2 separate regions of the Mus musculus genome follow, and region 1 is linked to region 2. Evidence: chromatin contacts called from public Hi-C data. All regions are on one chromosome and are shown on one strand. The core of a region is the stretch at or near the end of the contact, and the rest is flanking DNA. Distances in the headings are between cores, read along the strand shown. Region 1 overlaps Grid2 (glutamate receptor, ionotropic, delta 2). Region 2 holds the start of Grid2 (glutamate receptor, ionotropic, delta 2).

What was found. Hi-C and Micro-C count contacts between places; a contact is called where the count stands out from the background.
Region 1: a contact with region 2 is called in a Hi-C map of cerebellar granule neurons, with 2.4 times the contacts expected there. The contact joins the enhancer-like site here to the promoter of Grid2 in region 2. A contact is called at or near these places in 2 of 39 promoter capture datasets (cranial neural crest and hippocampal neurons) and 1 of 484 Hi-C or Micro-C datasets (cerebellar granule neurons).

What each region holds. Positions count from the first base shown.
Region 1 is chr6:64,071,828-64,078,063 of GRCm38.p6, forward strand. It overlaps Grid2 (glutamate receptor, ionotropic, delta 2), which reads left to right. Exons shown (of 16, transcript NM_008167.3): 7 at 4,955-5,116. Among named protein-coding and RNA genes, the nearest start is that of Gm25205, 340 kb to the right of the region's middle. Within about 2 kb of position 1,689, at least 2 of the 459 cell types and tissues checked have an H3K27ac peak or open chromatin away from gene starts, as enhancers often do. A contact at or near this core is called in cerebellar granule neurons, where this site is marked.
Region 2 is chr6:63,254,271-63,260,583 of GRCm38.p6, forward strand. Grid2 (glutamate receptor, ionotropic, delta 2) reads left to right here and starts at 1,736. Exons shown (of 16, transcript NM_008167.3): 1 at 1,736-2,674. The coding sequence starts at 2,587.

The DNA of each region.
Region 1 (6,236 bases), core at 439-2,938, 820 kb after region 2:
TCCAAGAAAACCTGTCTTTCCAGTGTTAGGTTGTTAGGAGGGTTAAGACCATGAATGCAATTTAGAGGGACAAAGCTGGCCTTGTACAAACAAAACTCATTACAGAATGTAAATCAGTGGATTAGAAAACACAAGGGTTTGAAGTTTGTTATTATTATTTATTATTTTTTGACACAGGTTTTTTTTTTTCTATGTAGCCCTGGCTATCCTGGAACTCACTCTATGGACTAAACTTTCCTTGACCACACAGAGATCCACTGCCTTTGTCTCCCAAGTCTTGGGATTAAAGGCTTATACAACCATACCCAGTCTTGCTTTGAAGATTTGAAGGTTATACATCCATGCTTAAACTAGGCTTGCTAAGTAATTGCCCAGAGCAATCAGTGAACTAGCAGATATGATCAGAATGCCACTCATGGAATTTAGAAAGAAAAATGGAAAATGTGGGAGGCAGAATCAAAGCCCCAGAGATTGATTTACTATTACAATCTTCAAGACAAAAGGGAGCAGTTCTTTTAAGATTAGTATAATAAATGATAGTAGTGTGCAATACTACACATATTTGTATAAGTTGTAAAATATGTTAGTAAGTTTTTGATTACTTCATATAAGAAAACAGAGCTTTTTTTTTAATAACAAGCAAAGACAAACTAAACTATTTTCAAATAGTTTTTTTTAATCTGTTTACTATTTTTGGAGGACTAACAGTGTTATGCATTACAAACTGAGTTTATATAATATTTGGCAATTTTTTTCAGAACTCCTACAGAAAGACATTGAAAAGTCCAGCAAGGTAGATACCACTCAGACATTCTCAATCCGAAGGATAAATGTCAATACATTCTGTCAATAGGAAAGTGTTCAAATACTAAAAATGTTATTATATATTTACTTTAAAATTATAACATTAGATATTTTTATAAAACTAAATTATTTCAAATAATTTGTAAACCAAACTCTTTTTCTCTAAGTCATTGAGTAAAACTGAATCACCTATAAATGTCAATCAAATCTCTAAGGATTTGCTACACCTAGAATACACTTTAACTTTATTCTGTGGCACCGAATACATTCTGATGTGTACTGCTTGCCACCAGCTACTCTTTTAAGGTCAGTTTGAGAAGTACAGAGCCAGAATCTTCCACCGTGCCTAGATAAATATCCTCTGTCCTCCAATTTAATTCTTCATGTGTCAATCTCCACTTGATCAAAATTGTAAAGGACATGAACCTATGAGGGAAAAGATTATGTAGCATTACACAATCAAGGTCAGAACTGTTAGTATTGACTTGTAATAATCCTTAAGGTTGAAATTCCACAGAAATCAAGTAATTCCACAGTCAATTACGTAAAATCTAGGTGGAAGAGCCTTGGCCTGACAGCTGCTCAAAAACGTTACTTTGAAGGCAAATTCAATATGATCACAGTGCAAGTCAAATCTGCTGTGAACCACTTTAATACAGTCTTGGACTCTGTGTCAAAAGCACTTTGCCAAGATCAAGAGAGAGACGGTCTCCCACTCCAATCTCCTAGTCAGCTCACATCTGCATTAATGTGTCGGTTCTAGTTACTAAACTTTTTATGGAAAGGAGAAACAGGAGACATACAAAGGAAGAGGTCTAGTGTGGCAGGCAACCTAGAAACTGTACCCAGCAGTGATCAGCAGAAGGACAGAGAGTATTTCAGGGAAAGTGACAGATGGTTTCTGGAGGTTTGCTGGTGTCAGAGAACAGGTGTGATAGCAGGAACATGGATCAGTTATGGGAGATCGGATGCTGGCATGCAAGATTGTAAGACACAGGATTGTGTTCAGATTTTCAGTCATTCGTGTGTAAGGGTTGAAAGTGTGCATAAAACTTGAAACCAACTCTTTACATCCTGAGACAGATGGCTTGGCATCACTGTGAGGGAGGAGTCAAAGACCTCATGAAGGCAGTGATCATAAGGTCACTAGATGCTGTTGAAAGGGAGATGAGCAAATGTGAACCTCAAAGGAGAATGAGAACCTGCTTGAGGAAGAAGTAACAGAGTAGAATTGACAGCTCAGAATAAGTCAGCATTGCTTTCTGACCACGCTGTTTGCAATGTGGACAAACGGAGGGAAGCAGGCAGGCATTGGAAACATCTCTCATATGTCAGGCTCAAAAAGCACTTGCTGTTACAGCGAGCACGGGTGCTCAGAAAACAGCTCTTAGGTATGAAGAAAAAGACTGTACTGTCAGGTATGGAAAAAAAAACAAAAAACAAAACAACAACAACAACAATGTCCAAATTCCTTATGTCTTAATTTTCTGTCGTAATTCAAATCACCTTTCAACTTGACGTTCTTCTCTCCACTTGTCCCACTCTTTGACTTCTTTTGGCAATTGTGTAAGCCAAGTATGTTCCAGACTATTTGGTGAGTCAAGAGAGGATTAGAAAAAGTAGGAAGAAGACAGAACACATAAAATAATAATAATAATAATAATAATAATAATAATAATAAAAGCAAGGACATGCAGCATGCATCTTCATTCAAAACTTTTAAAAGCCTTAACAGTACAATGGTTTTTCAGTGGAGGGATGAACTGAGTGTTCTTGGAGCCACAGAAAAGATGGCTGTCAAGACCTTTTGGGGAGGAGAAGTCATTGTCTTTGAGGAGTGACACAGCTACTTCTGCTTGAATAGATACCTCCATCCAATGTACTGGAAAGTGGTCCTGTTTAAACGCAGTGGATAAAAGAAGAAGCAAAATACATGAAATGGATAGGCAATTGGTAACAGTAAGGGGATGGGTGGTCAGGGTAGGAAGAGGATAAAAGAGAGTGGAAGCATTAGTGGAAACAGGTATTTAGTACATTCCTCTATGAAACTTTCATGAAATAAATTACCCTTTAAAGGACTGCCTAGGTCATCAAGCACAAAGAAGGATTATCAGAAGTATTCTCCTACTGTGTAACCTTTGAACAGAACATGACAAAGTTAGCAATTTGGAGAGAAAAGAAAGAAAGAAAGAAAGAAAGAAAGAAAGAAGGAAAGAAAGAAAGAAAGGAAGGAAGGAAGGAAGGAAGGAAGGAAGGAAGGAAGAAAGAAAGAAAGAAAGAAAGAAAGAAAGAAAGAAAGAAAGAAAGAAAGGAAGAAAGAAAGGAAGGAAGAAAGAAAACAAAGCAAGCAAACAAGCAAGCACAGGGAAGGATTCTGTCAGGTGATTGCTCACAAAGCAAAGGGAGGGTCCAAGTGTAGATAAAGGTGGAGGAAGCTAGGAAGCTAGTGTATGGACAGCCTGGGAGGCAGGTGTGAAAAGTGGTCCAGGACAGGTGGGAAGCAGGAGTGAAGAGTGGTCCAGGACAGGTGGGAAGCAGGGGTGAAGAGTAGTTCAAGAGAGGCTGAGCAGGGCACATCATTCATGTCATTTTGAGAATTCTGTTGAAAGATTTCTGTTGGTTATCAAGTATGACCAGATCGACTTTCATGTGTCTTTTCATTTTTCTATTGAATCCTTGCACTCTCTTCCTGACAAAAATTCACGGGCTACTTTTAGCTTCAGATCTCACACTTCATTCATAGTAGATTTCTTCCAGTCTAACCTAGTTTCTCCAACAGTTAGTTACCTGTGTTAGGTGATAGTAACAGTCCACCCGGATATTTCCTTATAAAAATTACTTCAGTCTTAAAGCATCCATAAGTGTCTTCAATGCCCCGTCAAAGAAATTCCCACATCTACTAGTGTGCCTCTTCTATAAATTTGCACATAAAATGATGTGTAACAATCCCAGATGATTAAAGATTCTCTGAAATGTGAAACGAAACCCACAAAGTACTGTTGGGACACTGTCTAAAGGCTGTGCATAGCATCAGACTCTAATTATCCCAGTGGCTGGATCATTGCAGCATTCTGTAATGTGTGGAGACGACGTTGTGAATTTCCTTCTTGATTAATTACAATCACTGACAATCTGCATAGCCTCTTCGTGGTTTGCAGGAAAAACTGTGAAAATGTGACCCTTGAAAACCTAAGAAAACCGGAGTGCTTCAAGGTGAAAATGAGTTTCTATCACTACCTCTCTTGCTCAGCTTTATTTTAAGTTTTCCTTCTGAGAGGCAATAAATGACATTTGGTGGCTTTTTCTGACCTCTTACCTCTTCTCATGGCCATGCATCCTGGATAAATTCTAATCTCCTCTTAAAAACTAGGCAATATTGGTAAATAATTGATAGTGTGGATGGTGGTCCTAGCAAGAGTTATTTAAGGATTGCAATAGACCTTGGGGAAAACTCAGTGGTAATTCAGTTAGCCCCCCCATGTAGAAAGCATGGTTGGTTGCTGTAGACAAAAAAAGTTACCATAAGCACAAGTGCAAACGGCTGGTTGTAGCATTTGTCTTGGCTGTCGATCGTGGTGTCTGTATCCCCACAGCTCTTAGTCATTCTGATGTCCATGAATATTTCTGATAACTGTCCTTCCTCATTACAGAGTTCTCTATAAGCACACAAAAGTGATTGTTTCCCACTTTGGATCCGATGACAGTCATATAAGATCAGATTTGAAACAATGTTGATAGTTGCATCCATATGAGTAATTAAAACACAGAAATGTGACTTACTGAGAAACTTTCTTACTCAGGGTCTCCTTCGATTTTAGTGTCTCAGGATGTCTGCCTGTCAGAGAGAAATAAGGGCCAGGTGATTTTTCTAAGCACTGATATTAACAGTATCCTTGCCTCTGTCAAAATTACTCTTTTTTAGTTTTCTCTTTCATACCCAAATAAGCCAGAAAAGCAATTGAGGTATACAATCTGATAGACCTTGTTCTCTGTGGTAGAACTAGCTAAGGAATGAAAAGAAAAATGTCCTGCCTAGTAAGCAACACAGTGAAGCATGCATGGATGTCAGGAGAGTGCTGCCAAGCTGTCGTCACTACATGTGGATGGCTAGAGTGGAGGGCCTAATGACTCCTGTCTACTTTCTTTCCAGATTTCTAACCTTTACATCTATGACACGGTGCTTCTGCTTGCGAATGCCTTCCATAAGAAGCTGGAGGACCGTAAGTGGCACAGCATGGCAAGCTTGTCCTGTATCAGGAAAAACTCCAAGCCCTGGCAAGGAGGGCGGTCCATGCTGGAGACCATCAAGAAGGTAACTATCTATGGGCAGCAGGGCCCTGCTCTGCATTGGCACGCAAAGCTGGGTGAGAAGGCAGGTGGGTGTGTGGCTAGGTGTTTTTTACAGGTTTGGTTTTTTCTTTAATTGACAATGCTGCAAACTCAGACTAGAAAATGGATGAATGCAATATTTATAAAAGTCAAAGATATATAGAAAAGTGAGGTCTTCTTTATAAGATAAATTATGCAAGAAGAGAACTGGAGGGTGTGAAATCTAAATTGCTATGGTTGTGCCTTTAGGGTAAAGAAACAAAAGCTTTACACTGCATCTTACAAGGAACAAAATGTTGTTCCTTTGTCTTTTGATTTATCACCCACATCATCAGCTGAAAACACTCACAATAGGCTTCATGGTTTCTCACTTGAGTGATACAAGATAAGATAAGCCATTGGATGTAAGGACATTATCTTCTATTATGAACATGATTTATAAACAGTTAACACGTTCCTGTACAGTGGACTATTTTGGGTAACGATTGTAGACTTCTTCCCTGGCAGTGGGTGGCATGCCAGGGTGACCTGACTCTGCTTAGCTACCTGCTCCATACCCAGAAGACAGTTTCTGCCATTTGTCTCTTCTCAGCGGTATAAGCACTCTGCAGTTGATTAGCCTCTTTGTCATGTCGTCCTTGCTGACATCCTTCGTTTGTCTTGCACAGTTTCTTTGATTTAAAATGAAATGATTAATAAAACAAACAATCTTCCTTTGTGCCCTTTAGACGGGAGACAGCAGTCAGGAACTTTATGACGCTTACCTTACCTGTTCGTTTTCTTTTCTCATACATTTGCCTTTCTTTTCTGAAACAAAAAGAAAAATGGCTAGTCATTTGAAATATGCACACATTTAGAAAAGACAGTGAAATGTCTAGGAAATTTTCACATTGCATGTAAAATGGATGCCCAAAGAACAGGAAGTGGAGGGAGGTGATTTTTCAATGCAGAATAGAGTGATGTTGATGTTGATACTGTTTCCGTTTTATGAAGAAACACTTTGCTGAGAATTTAGGCTAACAACCAAAGTATTTAAGAATGAGATATGTTGAACACACTGGCAGAGGAACATTTTTTCAGTGGAGAATGAATAAAACAAATAG
Region 2 (6,313 bases), core at 486-2,985:
ACTGAATAAGGTTAGGATGGGATGACACAATTTTGTTCGAAGGTTTCAGCTATCAATCTTCTTCTAAGATATGATATTGCTGTGTCCATCTTAAATGATGACTTCCCAATTTCTCCTGATAGAACACACAGTGAGTCACTAGCTTTTAAAATGAACCATAGTCCTGTGTGGACATACACCCGTTTTTAAAAATTCATCATCTGTATCAACATTTATGGAAGTGCATCAAAATACTCTGAATAGTAGATGACATCAATAATAACATGAAGATCATCCGTATTGAATTCATGGTGGGGAAATGAACAGATGATGAAAAGTGATTGGGAAGTGCAGTCAGTGATGGCTTCCTGGAAGTACTGGTTTGTTCTAGATTCAGAAGAATTGAAATTCAACAACTGGGGCTCTGTGCAAATCAATGTTATCCAAAACATGTGTATAAGTCCCAACCATCAGTGAAGACATTGGTGAGCTCATTTTAAAGTAGTGTTTCTTTTAGACTCCATGGAAGACTGCATTGAGAGCCTAGGAGATGGGTGGGATTATTTCATACTCAAGGGTCGGGCAGTGTTTCATGAGTGACAGGTTTCTGCTCTTGAGGTGCTGAGGGACTTGAATGACTTTATTGTAATCCATGAGATACTGTTGATGTGAGCAGCAAAAGAACAAAACATTTTCTCGAACGTCCAGGGATGGAATTTACAAAATGAAGGAAAGTTAGGATATTTCAGACGCGAGAATAGGCAACTAAGTCAAATCATCAAGATAGTAGAAAAGGGGTCAGTGAGGAAACAGGAACAAAAGATCTTAGCCAGATTCACAATGAACTTGGGTTCTGATATCCATCCCCCAGGTAACAAGTTTCCCAGCCAGTGGACTACGTTTGTAATTGAAACAGTATCAGAGCTGTTAATAGCTGACCTCAGTTACACACTTGATTGAGTTAACAGAACCCCCTTCTGCAATAAGATGGAAGGATATAAACTAGTCATTAGAAGTCACCAAGAGCAGGGGTAAAGCTTGCACAAAATCCCTTCTTTTAAGGCCGGGACCTTACCTTACAGTGCATCTGCAGGCTCCCCAAGAACAGCAAGTAGCTTCCCTGTGGCTACTTAACTGCACAGGTGATTAACTTAATGCAGGATTTTGACGACTGAGGCTGTTTTGTTTGTTTTGTTTTATTGTCCTTAACATTTTTAGATATATATTTGAATGTCAAGACTGTCTGTTTTCTAACAGTATATCAAAATTCTTTCTGCATTTTGATTGCCTTAAAAACACCAGAGACCGAAAGGGGGGGGGGGGGAGCAACCCACTGTTTAAAGGTAATTAGCACGTTCTCCGCTTTTTATAACTTTATAATTGAAATCTCATTAAAAGCTTTCTAGGTCTTCTTTTCCCTAAGTGACTAGGTGTCCCTAATTTGTTCTTAGCCAATGTGACTAATTCCAGACGACGCCTAGAAAAAAGTCCGGTACCTGTTGGGGGATAGCAAGGTTAAATAAGTGGGGTGGCTTTTTAGGTTGTTTTTATAACCTACGGGGAAAAACAAAAACATCCAAAAAAAAAAAAAAAACCGTCAAGGCAGGTGGGGGACTTCACTGCCTTCTCTTTGAGTCCTGCCTTTCTCAGTCCGGGTGAAGATTCCCAGGGAATTGAGAGCGCGGTTTTGTTTCTCCCTTGTATTGCAGATAGGGGGAGGAGGTGGTTATTAGAAGCTCTTCCTCTCTCGGTTCCCCTCTCCGCCTGACAGCACCGCTCTCTTGCGGACTCGCTTCTCCTAGGTGATCCATTTCTAGGCAACGTGGGGCTGCAGCGGAGCTTGCCAGGCTGCTGTTGGCTTCCCGCATCCCGCCAGGCGAGCGGCTCGGGAGCATCCTGCAGCCGCGGCTCCGCGCGCCGGCCTGGCCCGCTGCTCGCTCCCGCCGGACTCCCCCGCCACCGCGCCCGCCGCGCCAGCTCCGGGGCCCGTCTCGCGCCGAAGGGGAGTATTCTCTGCATTACTAGCTGCATTACCTTCAAGTTCACTTTTGCCACCCCTCCCGAAGCGGACCTCCCCCTCCCCGCTGGAATCTGGCGACTCCGATCGCATCTTCATCCTCGCTGGTGGCACTGAGAGCTGGCCGCGAGGCGCCACGACCGCGCACGGCCCCGGGTGGAGGGGCTCGGCGGCGGGGGAGGGCGCGGGCACATCCGGCGCGGGGGTGCCCAAGTTGCGGCGGAGCTGGGACCCGCCACCGCGGCCCCCGTGCGGCCACGGCCACCGTCTGAGCGCCAGCCTCGCCCCCCGTCCGAGAGCAGCCAAGGCTGGATACATTTTTTAAAAAGCCCAACTGCAAACAACTCTGGCAATGCCAAAATTCCCCTCCGAGTGACAGGGCTTGGGAGGAGGCTGCCTCTGGCTGTGCTAGCTCTCGGGTCGCCCGTGCCTCTTCTGTGACCAGAAAAGATTGTGCTGTAAAGAGGGATTTGGAAATTAGGGGGAAAGCTGCACTCAACTCTATCCTGACCTCAAACTCTGTGGACCGCTTAAGAGAATATCTACGTCTTGGAAGCAAAGTCGTGGTCAAGGAGGATCGGCATCGGAGGATGGAAGTTTTCCCCTTGCTCTTGTTTCTGTCCTTCTGTTGGTCTCGAACCTGGGACCTGGCGACCGCTGATTCTATCATCCACATCGGTAAGACAGGGCTTCTGTGGCTTGTGGCGACTTTCCCTAACGTTTCCTTGGCTGTGATCTCTGCTTCCCCACCCCCTCGAGCCTCCGGCTGCTGCCAGAGTGGCCTAGGTTCGCTCCCCTCGGTGCCCGCGCTCTCACGGGCTCAGCTTTCCCTAAGCAGTGACTGAGCCTCGCGGCGCGGAGTGAGGCCGTGTGTGGAGTGCGGGCCGGGCACTAGAGGCTCACGCCTGCCTCCGCGCAGGAGTGTGGGGAGTGTGGGGACTCCGGGTGTGGGGAGAAGGAAGTTTGATTGACTCTATCTTCTCGATTTTTCCCGGATGTACATTTGAGCCATTAAAAAAAAATCATAGGGGGTAAGGCTGGCAGTGGCATCCGCGGGGGAGAGATGCGGGCTGGGGCCGGGGGCGCTCCCCGCGGCTCGAACAGGTGGTTTTGCATCCTGAGCGGCCGAGTCCGCTGCGGCGATCGATGCGGACTCCCAAGCTCGCCGTCCTCTGCGGTTCCCGCGACTCGGAGGCTGGAGAGGATGGCGGGGCACTCGCTCCCAGTCCGGGGCGTGGGAGACGCCAATGCCGGCGCAGGCCGCTCCGGTGCCCGGCACAGACACGGTGGCCTCTGACAGCCATCTCCAGAGCTGCTCCCGGGCGAGCTGAGTCCGGGCGCCCCGAGGCCCCGCGGGTCGCCAGGCTCCTGGCCCCACCTATTGGCGAGCCGAGCGTCCGGGCAACGTGGCTGGAGCGGCGGGGCTCGAGTCATTATCATGCAGGGTGCCCGCAGCGAGGGCTCCAACTCTTCTCACTTGCTAATCCCTGAGAGCTAAGTGGAGACTGGCTTTTGCAGCCTTTTTTTTTTTTTTTTTTTTTCCGCGTTAATGTGATGATTTCCTTTTCGGCAATTCGCCCCCTGGGCAAGCAAGGTTCATTTGCTGGGCTGCAGTGAGGCCCCTCTGGAGGATTTTTTTTTTTTTTCTTTTTTGGGTACAGGAGTTTTATCAGTACAAATGGTTTCCTGTTCTGCAAATCCTGGCGACAGATGGGTCACAGCTTCTTTGCCCTTCTACCGTGGCGCGCGCGCGCGCGCGTACACACACACACACACACACACACACACACACACACACGTGGCAGGTGAAGCAGCTGCAGGTGGTAGTTACTTCCAAGCAAGGGGCTTCTGTCTGGTGTGTTTGTGCCTGTGGTGGACAGATCTTCAGCTCCAGGGGGCTCCCTCTTTTGGTATTATAGGCTGTCTTTGTAAACATGTCTGCCATTCTCTATCATTTATTTCAATGGGACTATATGTCTCTGTGCAAGGGGTAATGAGGTCACAATTCAGAAAGCCTTGCCCTTGTGCATTAAGAAAATGAAGCATTACATAGCTGGCCTTCTGGATCCCGTTTTGCCTGGGGCTTACAGTGCCTGTAGGTTCAGAACTTTTCAGGAAGAAATCTCATTGAAGGGTTCAGTAACGCTCTGATAAGAGTTTGGAAATGAACCATGCTTTTCGTAAAGACATGACATGAATTTATGTCCAGTTGTAAGTGAGTAGAGCAGGACCGGGGGTGGGATTGCTATGCCTTTCTTTATATTCATTTGATGACTGGGGGTTTCTCACTTATGTTTGCCACTCCCCCCACGGGGGTACTTGTAGATAAGTGTTTGTTTTATTGCTTATTCTGTGCTCCACATGTTAAGTACATAATTTACAAACATGTATAAATCTTCTTATTCTTCACGAGAGGAATACTATTTTACAGGGCACTCCAGGCATCTGGTTCAGAATAGAAAATAACTATCATATATTGCCAACTGTTGTCTCTCAAAGTGACAGGGCTTACTTGTTTATAACTAGATTCTTAAAAAGTAACTGTACAGCAATTAGGCAGAAATCTAGCTGTGCGCATCAACAGTGTACAGCCAACTAAAAGAAACACCTCTTTCTCAATTAATTTGGCTTGAATGAAGTTAATGCATTAGACAAGGGAATTGGCTTCTTTTATAGACTACCCTAATATTGCAGTGAAGCTAACAGGGTTTTAAAAGCTTCATACCTCTTATAATGTACTGAAAATTGGCTATGTTCTGTGTACCTCAGAGGTTAAATGCCCCCTTTCCTGAATATTTAGCAAAAGTATGATACATTCAAAGCTGGTACATCTGTATTAGACTTGTATGCCAGCAGTTAGCATGCACTGGGTCAGCTTGCTTACTTTGTTGGTGAGGAAAAGGAATTTTTTAGGTGTTTTTTAGATGAAATGTAAGAAATACGAACATGGGGAATGCATTAGCTCCAGCCTAAAGGGTTGAAAATGACCCCACTGGCCAGGCATATTTCATGTAAAGAAATATAAAGATACATGCAGAATTGAAAGTGGTTGTGATAGATTGTTCAGGCATACTGGAAAGGTAAAAAGTCAGACAGACATTGCTCTAGTAAGTTCTAGTAAATACTGGAGTTTTTTGAAATTGAACATGGTATGTGTATGAATTTCTTGTCTCTCTGGTTTACTTCATGTAGGTAGTTTAATAGGGAAAATTGCATATTAAGTTTTAATATTTTGTCAAATAAATTAGTTTATTATCATCATGACATACATTTTAATGGTTGAACCACAATGATTGAGGTAAAAATATATTTTCTACTCAAAATACATAACATTATAATTGCTTGAATTTTCTGGTAAGCATATTTTAGAGACATGTATTAGTTGCATGTATTTATATGCTAAATACACATACCCATATATACATAGTACTTAATGTTGAATCACCTCCCTTGCCCTGGTGAAAGAAAGGTCTTTGACATATAAAAACTATGCAAGTTTGAATTATGCTTCTACTTTGGGCCTGTGCATTGATTGAGTAATTTCATCAGACCCACATTACTTGATTGCTTAGAAGTTTCCTAACGATCTGCATGCTGTAGGAAGAACCAAAACGTCGTGAGTGGAATGGCAATGATACCGTGTTTTATGAGGCTATTCAGAAGTCGCGCTGATTTATGTAGCTAGAAAGCTCCCAAGTCTTTGAGATTAGCCACGCTGACTGCTATTCTCCTCATACATCAGGCGTCCCACACTCTGTACTCCCTCAACACAACAGGAGTGTAGAGTGTGCTGCTTTAATTAAGCAGGGATTAGGTGGCATTTCCAGTCAACTGCATAGTTTGTGTTTTGCTTCCTGTCTACTATGGAGGATTTCGCATCTTAGCAGTTTAATACATGCTCATTTCTTTATCTAGTTCCTGTGCTCAGAGAGCAGATTGTCCCCAGTCACATATTTCTATAAAGAAATGTGCAAGGACTATACTCATTCATATATTACACACATCACTAGCAAGTTTTGGCTGTAATCAGTTTTAGTAAAATGCCTTATGTCAACAAGGAGTAGAAAAGAGCCATTTATCCGTTTTTCTCCCACAAACAGATGATACTTCATTCTCCAAGATTATAATAATCACTCTGTCATTATGAGAACCTAAGACAGTTCACAGCATGTCTGCATCATCAGAATCTTCAAGGTATACACTACAGCTGGTTTACTGAAATGTTCAGATCATTGTAATCAACACAAGACCAACAATTGAGTGGTTTTCTTTCCTTTATTCCGGGGTCTATTTTATCAAATATGATTACAAACACAT